Linked DNA regions of Mus musculus: region 2 is linked to region 1. A link is a contact called in public HiChIP or PLAC-seq data. All regions are on one chromosome and are shown on one strand. The core of a region is the stretch at or near the end of the contact, and the rest is flanking DNA. Distances in the headings are between cores, read along the strand shown. Region 1 holds the start of Dhcr7 (7-dehydrocholesterol reductase). Region 2 overlaps Shank2 (SH3 and multiple ankyrin repeat domains 2).

Region 1 (4,533 bases), core at 974-3,473:
TTGGCTTCCTACTGCCAGGAAAACTCCCACAGAGCTGCAGTACTTACACTGGGGAAAACTTTCCCCTCAGAGCTGTGTCACTCACACGCTGGCCCTTCTTTTTACAGGTGTCTAGCAGACGCTGTAGCCCATCTATCAAGACACATTCTAAGAACTTCATTCTTGACGCAGCCTGAAGGGTCTAGATTGGCTTTCCTCTGAGGGAGGAAGTGAGGCCTGAATCCCTGGGCCTGAGGAAAAATGGCTGAGGAGGAACTAGACCTAAAGAAGTTGTATCTAGATATGGAAGTCTCTACATGGACCATCCTTTCATCTCAGCTCCAAACTTTGTCTCTGTAACTCCTTCCAAGGGTGTTTTGTTCCCACTTCTAAGGAGGGGCATAGTGTCCACACTTCAGTCTTCATTTTTCTTGAGTTTCATGTGTTTAGGAAATTGTATCTTATATCTTGGGTATCCTAGGTTTTGGGCTAATATCCACTTATCAGTGAGTACATATTGTGTGAGTTCCTTTGTGAATGTGTTACCTCACTCAGGATGATGCCCTCCAGGTCCATCCATTTGGCTAGAAATTTCATAAATTCATTCTTTTTAATAGCTGAGTAGTACTCCATTGTGTAGATGTACCACATTTTCTGTATCCATTCCTCTGTTGAGGGGCATCTGGGTTCTTTCCAGCTTCTGGCTATTATAAATAAGGCTGCTATGAACATAGTGGCTGACACCATTGCATACATGTATTAGTCAGGGTTCTCTAGAGTCACAGAACTTATGGATAATCTCTAAATAGTAAAGGAATTTATTGATGACTTACAGTCGGCAGCCGAATTCCCAACAATTGTTCAGTCGCAGCTGTGAATGGAAGTCCAAGGATCTAGCAGTTACTCAGTCTCACGCAGCAAGCAGGCAAAGGAGCAAGAGCAAGAGCTAGACTCCCTTCTTCCAATGTCCTTATATTGTCTCCAGCAAAAGGTGTAGCCCAGATTAAAGGTGTGTTCCACCACACCTTTAATCCCAAATGAAAGGCATAGCCCAGATTAAAGGTGTGTTCCTTAACTCGGAGATTAAATCTTCTGGAATCCATAGCCACTATGGCTCAAGATCTTCAAACCAAGATCCAGATAAGGATCTCCAAGCCTCCAGATAAGGGTCACTGGTGAGCCTTCCAATTCCGAATTGTAGTTCATTCCAAATATTGTCAAGTTGACAACCAGGAATAGCCACTACAATACACTAGCAAGATTTTATCGAAAGGACCCAGATGTAGCTGTCTCTTGTGAGACTATGCCGGGGCCTAGCAAACACAGAAGTGGATGCTCACAGTCAGCTAATGGATGGATCACAGGGCTCCCAATGGAGGAGCTAGAGAAAGTAGCCAAGGAGCTAAAGGGATCTGCAACCCTATAGGCGGAACAACATTATGAACTAACCAGTACCCCGGAGCTCTTGACTCTAGCTGCATATGTATCAAAAGATGGCCTAGTCGGCCATCACTGGAAAGAGAGGCCCATTGGACACGCAAGCTTTATATGCCCCAGTACAGGGGAACGCCAGGGCCAAAAAGGGGGAGTGGGTGGGTAGGGGATTGGGGGTGGGTGGGTATGGGGGACTTTTGGTATAGCATTGGAAATGTAAATGAGCTAAATACCTAATAAAAAATGGAAAAAAAAAGTTGTATCTACTTTGATTGGTGTTACCCAAACGCAAAAGGGACAGGAATGAGAAAGGGCTCAGGTTGATGCACAGGGAATCCAGACTGCTGTGAGCCAAAGAAGCAGGACACACCCATTCCCTCTGTGAGCTCTCTGTGAGCTCCTACTGACAAAATTGACACAAATTAACTGAACACACCTGCGAAGTGGAAACTTTGAGAGATCCCTTCCATCAGACTGGCCTGTGCTTGTCTGTGGAGCATTTTCATAACCGATGATTGATGTGACGGCCTTGGCCCACTGTGGGTGGCGCTACCCCTGGCTGGTGGTCCTCAGTGGTGCAAAAAAAAAAAAAAAACAGGCTGAGTAAGCCTTCAAGCAAGCCAGTGGGCAGAAGTCCTCTTTGGTCTCTGCTTCAGTTCCTGCCTCAACTTCCCTTCATTACAGACTATGAGCTATAAGGTGAAGTGAGCCCTTTTCCTCCCCAGCTGCTTTTTGCCACGTGTTCATCACAGCGACAGAAAGCAAACCTGACATTACTTTTGGTGGCAGAAAACAAGCCTTTCATGACCTATCAAAAGTCGCTCAGATGGCAAAGGAAATGATCCAGGACGCTCTGACCTTGGGCAACAGCGGGACGCTGAGACAACCTTACTGCGCAGGCGCTCCTTAGGGCCCTACTTTAAAGGGTGCGCTTTGTGCAGGATCTCCGCGGGGGCGGGGTCTCACGGAAGGGCGCGCACTGCGAAAGTGAGAAGGGGTGTGGCTGTGGAGGGCGAAAGGACGGGGCTTCCGGGTAAGACACGGTCTGCGCCGGCGCAGTTCTGGAGGCGGTGCAGAAGCTGGGCTATGACGGCAGAGGGGCGGGGCTATGGCGAGCCGTGGGGAGGGGCCTCTAGGAAACCAAGCTACGCAGGCGTAGACCGGACAGTCCGGCTAGTATCTTCCCTGTGGTCTCCGTTATTACACCGTCCCAGCCTGGAACCTGTAACCAGCATGGGCCGGAAAGTGACCGTGGCCACCTGTGCACTCAATCAGTGGGCCCTGGACTTTGAGGGCAATTTCCAGAGGATTTTAAAGAGTGAGTTTTGGGGTGGCGGGAGACAGGAAGAAGTCAAAGTCCACAATGGGTAGGACATGGCAGTCCAGGCCAGCTTTGCCCAGGAGAGACTCACAGCGCTGGGCGTGGGAACAGATAGAAGGGTAATGCTTGGTGAGCTTTCAGGGCGACTTCCTAATTTGGGGGACATGTGAGGAAGCAAGGCAAGAGTGGAAATAGGAGTGCCCTGCCAGCCAGGCAGACACTGCCCTCATCCATCCTCTAGGATCTGGTGGGTCTCTCTAAGGTTACCTGGGGCAGGGCTGCGCATTCTTGGAACTGTTTCATTGAGATCTAGGCGTTTGCAAAGACTAGAGATCCGTGTTCTAGGGCTCCTGAGGACATTCCTCATGGATTGGCATTGGGAGAAGGCATACTGAAGCCAGAAGAGGTCTCAGGTCAGAGAAGGGTGTTGGCGTTCCATATACCTGTATTGTTGACATTCAGGTCAGCTCATCATTGCCCCCAGAAGATAGAACTGGGGATACTCTGTGCCCAGCTGCAGACTGCTCACCTCAGGTTATCCGTGCTGGAAGCCTCTGCAGGAAGGCTAAATAGGAAAAACAAGAAACAAGCAAAACAACAAGAAAAACCCAAATGTATTATTTATTTCATGTACATATGCACGCCATAATGTGCATGTGGAGGTCAGAGGACAACCTGCAGGAGTCAGCTGTCCTCTTCCACCTTGTGGGTCTGAGTGAGCAGTTCTCAACCTGTGAGCCACAACCCCTGTGAGGGCCAAATGACTCTTGGGCAAGGGTCAAATATCAGATATCGAGCCTCTCAGATATTTACATTATGGTTTATAACAGCAAAATTAGTTGGGGGAGGGGGCAGACGGTCACCACAACATGAGGAGCTGTATTGAAGGGCCATGGTATTAGGATGGTTGAGAACCACTGGTCTAAGTGAACTCAGACTTGTCAGGCTTACCAACGAGTGACTTTACCTACGGAGACATCTGGCTAGCCCAGGCGTTTTTATTTTTTAAAGTAATTTTTGACCTGATTTTGTGGTCAGAGTCTATGTCTTTGCGGTGAAGATGGGCTGCCTTGCCTGCATGTTGGCAGCAGCTCTCAACCTGGGTGCTGGATGCTGACACCAACCTAGGGATGGAAGCCTTCACATCCTGTCTACAGCTTTTCCTTATAGCCAATTTGGGTGTCTGCTTAATGATTATCCATTAAGGTGTGGCTTACCCTCCTAGTACTAAGGTCACCCTACCCTCCCTGTTTCTGAATACCTACACGTGGGTATAGGTGCCTGTTGTCCTCTGCTATTAACAGAAAGGGCTGTAGTTGGTTGGAGCCTGGCTTTGGCTGTATCTACCACAGCAGCCTGCTTTTTCTACCTTTTAATGTATCCTAGCTGCTGAATCCTTCTCCCTCCCTCTCTCTCCATATAGGTATTCAAATTGCCAAAGGCAAAGGTGCAAGATACAGGCTTGGACCAGAACTAGAAATATGGTATGGCTAAGCACACCGGCAGCCCCAACCCCCACCCTTTGGAGGGCAGGTAGTGGAACAAAAGATGGGAAGAAATGGGGCAGAACTGAGAGCAAGAAGATGCATTTAGGATGGCAGCAGCTTGAGAGTGGGCCTTGTTCCGGGCGGGTTGGGGAAGCTGGATAACTTCAGGCTTCCTCATGGTTCAATAGGGGAGTGAGGTTGAACATAAAGCCAACCTGCCTCACCTTCCCTGATGCTGAGGTTTCAATGTCCCGCCAACATTCTTCCATCCCAGGGTGATGGTGTTTAGAGGCAGACTTGGGGGGGGGGCGG
Region 2 (4,533 bases), core at 973-3,472, 590 kb before region 1:
CTTGGGGTCAGTCTACTGGGTATACTAAACCCCGGGTATCCTAAAGTTAGATTGCTTACACCCCAGGAAGCAAATGCCAGGCCTTCTAACTCTCTGCTCTTCCTGGATCCTGTCCTGGTGCCAGCATAAGACGAGGTCTCTTGGAGCTGCCAAGTAGCAAAAGGCCCATTATTTCAATTTACAAGCACAGCAAAGCTCTTGCCCATGTGGTGGAACCACTGAGGAACACGCTGAGAGCCAGGCTTTCCTTGGTGAGCAGTCATGCTTGAGGAAACAGGGTCTCTCTGCCTTAATGTGTGTCACGTCAGAGAGCATGGCCAGCTTTCAGTTATCTCTTGAAACCTTCATTTTCTTTCTCTCCTTTTGATTCTGAACCTCATTTGGCCCAGGGTGGTCCACAACTTAACTTTTAGAAGCATTTACAAGTGGCATTAGCAAGATGCTCAGACTGAGTGAATCTCTAGTTGTCATCCTGGGCCTGGCAGTGAAGGCAACGGAGAGGTGTCTGAGCAATGTAGGCAAGAGGCCAGTGCACCAAGGCAAGAGGCAGAGCTCGGTCACCTGCATATCCCATACAGGATGCATGCATGGTTCTGTGAACGGCTACCCCAGCCTGTGGCCCTCTGTGTCTCGCAGTTGCTGCTGGCATCCCAGGACCCTAAGCCCATGCCCAACCCAGTGCAATCCTTAGATTTGAAAAGGAGGGTCAGAGGCCTGTGTTTCCTCTACTGCTTGAGGTCAACAACAGTCATCTCTCCCCTCATTAGCAGGGGAGTTCTAGGTCTAATGGCGGTTCCTTTCTTCCCAGGAGCTCAGTCTTGTAGATGGTCTTCAGTGGTGATCCCTTTTTCCGAAGCCAACCCCCAGCCTCAGCTTCTAGAACCTTCCCATACAGTCCCTTTGACTCTTTGCCTCAGATTTCTCTCTCTGCTGGTTGATGGCCACGTTGCTGGTACCTATGTGACAGAATGGCCAATGTTTGTTGGTCCTTTGTAGGCGTTGGCTAAAGTCCTTGCTCTGAGAGGTCTGCGCCAGGAATAGACTGGCTGGGTGGAGCCAGTTTTTGAGTGCTAGTGATGCTCTCTCTGAGCACCCAGCCCACATCTGGCACCTACCTGGAGTAGGGAAAGACAATAGTCCCAGCCCCCAGTGGAGGGTAAGTCTCCTTCCCTCTCCTGGGAGCCACCAGACATTGTCTAACCAGAAAAAGAAAGGCAGCAAGGGTCATCTGCTGCGATTCAGAATTCCCCTGCAACCCCCCCCCCCCCCCCCGCACCTTCCCAATGCCAGCGGCCACCTCAGCTTTTCTCCTGTTGAAGACTGGGCAGCTATTGTAACCTCACTTTTAGAGAGAGGCTGCAATACCTGCTCGGCCTCTCTGAAGAATGGACTTAACACACAGGATCATGCTGCCCAGTCGTGAGGGACGCCACCCCAAGGGCTTGCAAATATTACTTTCACAAGAGGCTGTGGCATAAAAGACTCTATAGAGGAAAAATATGAACCAAGCATATTCCAAGGTTGCTGTGAGACTCCTGGACATGTTTAAAATATGCAGGTGTGTGGTTACCCCACCTCCCACCCACCAGAGTGGAGGGTTTCTGCAGGCCCGCCCAAGCTAGCAGGGAGCCACGGGAGCTTGCTTCTGCACACCACCTGTAGCAGGTTTCCCATTACCAAGCGGTGGCATCCGCACACTTCTTTACAACAGCCGCCAATCAGTATTTCTCAAAGGAGTTAAGGAGCCGTCCAAGTCCTCCATTTACAACCACACCAAAAGGTAACAGGAAGAATTGTGGCTCACAGCCCAAACCTCAAGACTCAGATGCAGTGTGATGTCCCTGATTAATGGGCTCGGTTGTTTGAATCAGATGCCTGCCCAGCGGGAGAATAAAGAAAGACTTCATTAGTCAAACCGATGAAACCTGAGCTCAACTGTCAGCCAGAGAGGCTGAGCACTACACACACGGAAGCGGAAAGACAGCACGAGTGTACATCACACAAGGAACAAAAACAGAAAGGCCATGAGTGAGGGTGGGGCCTGCAAGGCTGCCGAGTACCATCCTGAAACCACACAGGGGGCTGTTCTAGAACCTTCTGTTTGGACTTAGGAAGAATGTGTTTATTCTACCCCCCCCCCCATCCCAATGAAGGTAGCTTGTTAAGCCCTACGTGAGGCTGGAAACGGCCCATCGGGCGCAGCTGGCAGTGATTTCTTTGTGACGTCTGCCCCTGGGTGGGGTGATGCAGCAGAGGGGCAGGTGTTCATCCAGAGCAATGACCCAGCTCCTTCCAAATCCTCAACCCCAAGGGGGATTAAGGGAGAGGGAATGGTACACCCATGTTCAGACACTGGCCACCTCTGCTGACCAGTTTGGGTTTTAATGGAGCTCTGCCTGCCTTTGAGGTAGTCCTGGCAAAGGGCCAGAGGAAACGGAGCAGAGACCAAAGCTTCCTTCTGGAAGCGACCGTGGGCCTGGTCCCGTGCAATCTGGTTCCTTTATGTGTCTTTAGGAAGGTGTGTCATAGGCTGCATGGCAGCCATGGCCTTGGCTCTGCCGTAGTCCGGTGACAGGAGGATGGTGGCAACATGGTTATAGCCTAATGGGTGTGGCAGAGGCCATGCAGGTCCCCTCTTCTCGGCTGCATAGGTGGCTCCCCAATGGTTTCTTTTGGCCAGCACTGGACCACACATTCCCCAAGCTGATTGGGAACTTACCTTGGAGCGAGGTTGGCCGACTTGGCTCCCACCGGCAGCTCCAGCCCTTCCCCGGGCTTGACCGATTTCCCCCTGTTCATCTGCTGCAGAATGGAGTTTAGCTCACTAATGACATTTGCCTTTGGGCCTGAGAGAATTGGGCTTTTGACCTCTGGAACGTCACCCCACAACTTGGAGGTCCTTGGCTGGATGACCTTCGCCACACCGGCCTGGGCGCTGCCCGGCGGGGGCGGGGGTGCAGGTGGGGGGATCACAAAGCCATCCGTGTCCTCTTCTGGGAGCGTGTCTTGGTAAAGTGCGTTGCTCTTGTGAACGATGGGCTTCATTTTTGGCTTTGGAGGTACTGGGGGCTTGTCAACCACAAAGGCTTGCCCGTCTGCATAGACTGTGCAGGTGTCCATGCTCTCGCCGCCCTCTGAGGACAGCGTGGAGATGCTGGACACCGTGGAGATGGTGCTGGTAGTCTCCAGGTGGTGGTCGCTGCTACTCCGGCTGTCCACCTCCTCAATCCCCGAGTCGGTGACTGCATCGAAACTTTCGGGGGGTGGCAGGAACGAGGAGGGCAGACAGTTCGAGATACCGGCTGGCTTCTTACTGTCTGTGGAGTTGGCTGGTTGGCTGGAGTTCAACGTAGGGGGCTGAGAGGTGTCGTTTTTCTTCTGCTTGACCAGGTCAGCCAGAGCGGGAACTGAAGCTGCCCGGTCATCGGGGATATCAAAACTATTGGCGAATTCCAGGGGGGGAGGCAACGGTTCTGTGAAAAGAAAGTCCTCATCCAAGTCCACGGATGCCAGAGGGGGAGGGGGGATGCGGAATGGCAGAATCACCGCCTCTTCCACGGAGCCCGCCGCCACGATGGTCCTGCCGGGCGCGACGGCGGGCTCCGGGGCAGCGGAGATCTGTAAAGCACCTTCGGTTTTGGGAACGCCTTCTGGCACTGTGGAGGGTGAGTGGTCTGGCTTTGTATCCCCATCCTCTCTGTCCTCCTCTTCCTCCAGGGGTGGCCCGGCCATGGGGACGTCCACTGTGTGCACCATCAGTAGGCCAGCTGACTTCTGCTGGGCAGTGTCCACGATGTTGATCAGCATGTTCTTCTTGTCGTCCGCCCTCCGGTCCTTGCCCAGGTCTGTCTCGTACTTGTTCTCTGTCTCTTGCCGTCGCAGGGGACCCCTGGTGTTCTGTCTGGTGACTGGAGGAAAGCCGGACTCCACGCTGGGCCGCATTTTGGTATCGATGTAGAGAGGCTTGTTAAGGTCAGCCTTGGGGGCCTCTCCTTTGTGCCCCTGCTGGGACTCCTGCATGGCTCGGTCCCTGGCTGAGAGTGCCAGGGCCAGTGGGGAGCTGGGGTCAAGCAGCCGCCCTGTGAGTGGGTGCACGTAATTCTCAGGGCCGGCTGGGCTGCTGCTCTTGAGGGGGGCTGCTGGGCCACTCTCAGGCCCCTTGGCTTTGGATGTGGAACTCAGGGGTCCCCCAGCCTCCCCCTGAGCACCAGCCTCACCACCACCTAGGAAGTGATTCTCCAGCTCCCTGGGTGCTGCCCCGGGGGTAGGCAACAGCGGTTGTTCCGTCTCATCCTCGTCACCAAACCCACCCTCCTCTGGGAACTTGGAGGCCTGCATCCGGGGAGCAGGCGGCCCCAGACCCACGTCCTCATCTCCCAGGTCGGTGGAGAGGAAGGCTGGGGAATTCCTCCTGGCTTCCAGACGCTTCTCCCGGTCACGCACAGCCCCAGCGATGGCCGCAGCAAAGGGGCTGCTGACGGTGAGGCTGTCATCTGGCCGCAGCTGGCCGGGCTCGGTGGCCTGGGGGTCAAT

Evidence for each region. HiChIP or PLAC-seq counts read pairs in DNA pulled down with a chosen protein or histone mark.
Region 2: an H3K4me3 HiChIP or PLAC-seq map of forebrain shows a contact between it and region 1, with 6 times the contacts expected there. The contact joins the enhancer-like site here to the promoter of Dhcr7 in region 1. A contact is called at or near these places in 2 of 39 promoter capture datasets (the 3T3-L1 cell line and embryonic stem cells), 1 of 15 datasets of contacts at CTCF or cohesin (the NIH/3T3 cell line), 16 of 484 Hi-C or Micro-C datasets (the C2C12 cell line, the N1E-115 cell line, cardiomyocytes and 11 more), 15 of 115 datasets of contacts at active chromatin or transcription factors (the NIH/3T3 cell line, astrocytes, differentiating embryonic stem cells and 8 more) and 1 of 9 other capture datasets (adipose tissue).

The regions. Positions count from the first base shown.
Region 1 is chr7:143,820,857-143,825,389 of GRCm38.p6, reverse strand. It overlaps Dhcr7 (7-dehydrocholesterol reductase), which reads right to left and starts at 2,223. Exons shown (of 9, transcript NM_007856.2): 1 at 1,850-2,223. Nadsyn1 (NAD synthetase 1) reads left to right here and starts at 2,538. Exons shown (of 21, transcript NM_030221.2): 1 at 2,538-2,731; 2 at 4,158-4,218. The coding sequence starts at 2,647.
Region 2 is chr7:144,410,055-144,414,587 of GRCm38.p6, reverse strand. It overlaps Shank2 (SH3 and multiple ankyrin repeat domains 2), which reads right to left. Exons shown (of 16, transcript NM_001113373.3): 15 at 2,720-4,533. Among named protein-coding and RNA genes, the nearest start is that of Gm14372, 5.4 kb to the right of the region's middle. Within about 2 kb of position 2,222, at least 18 of the 459 cell types and tissues checked have an H3K27ac peak or open chromatin away from gene starts, as enhancers often do. A contact at or near this core is called in embryonic forebrain and forebrain, where this site is marked.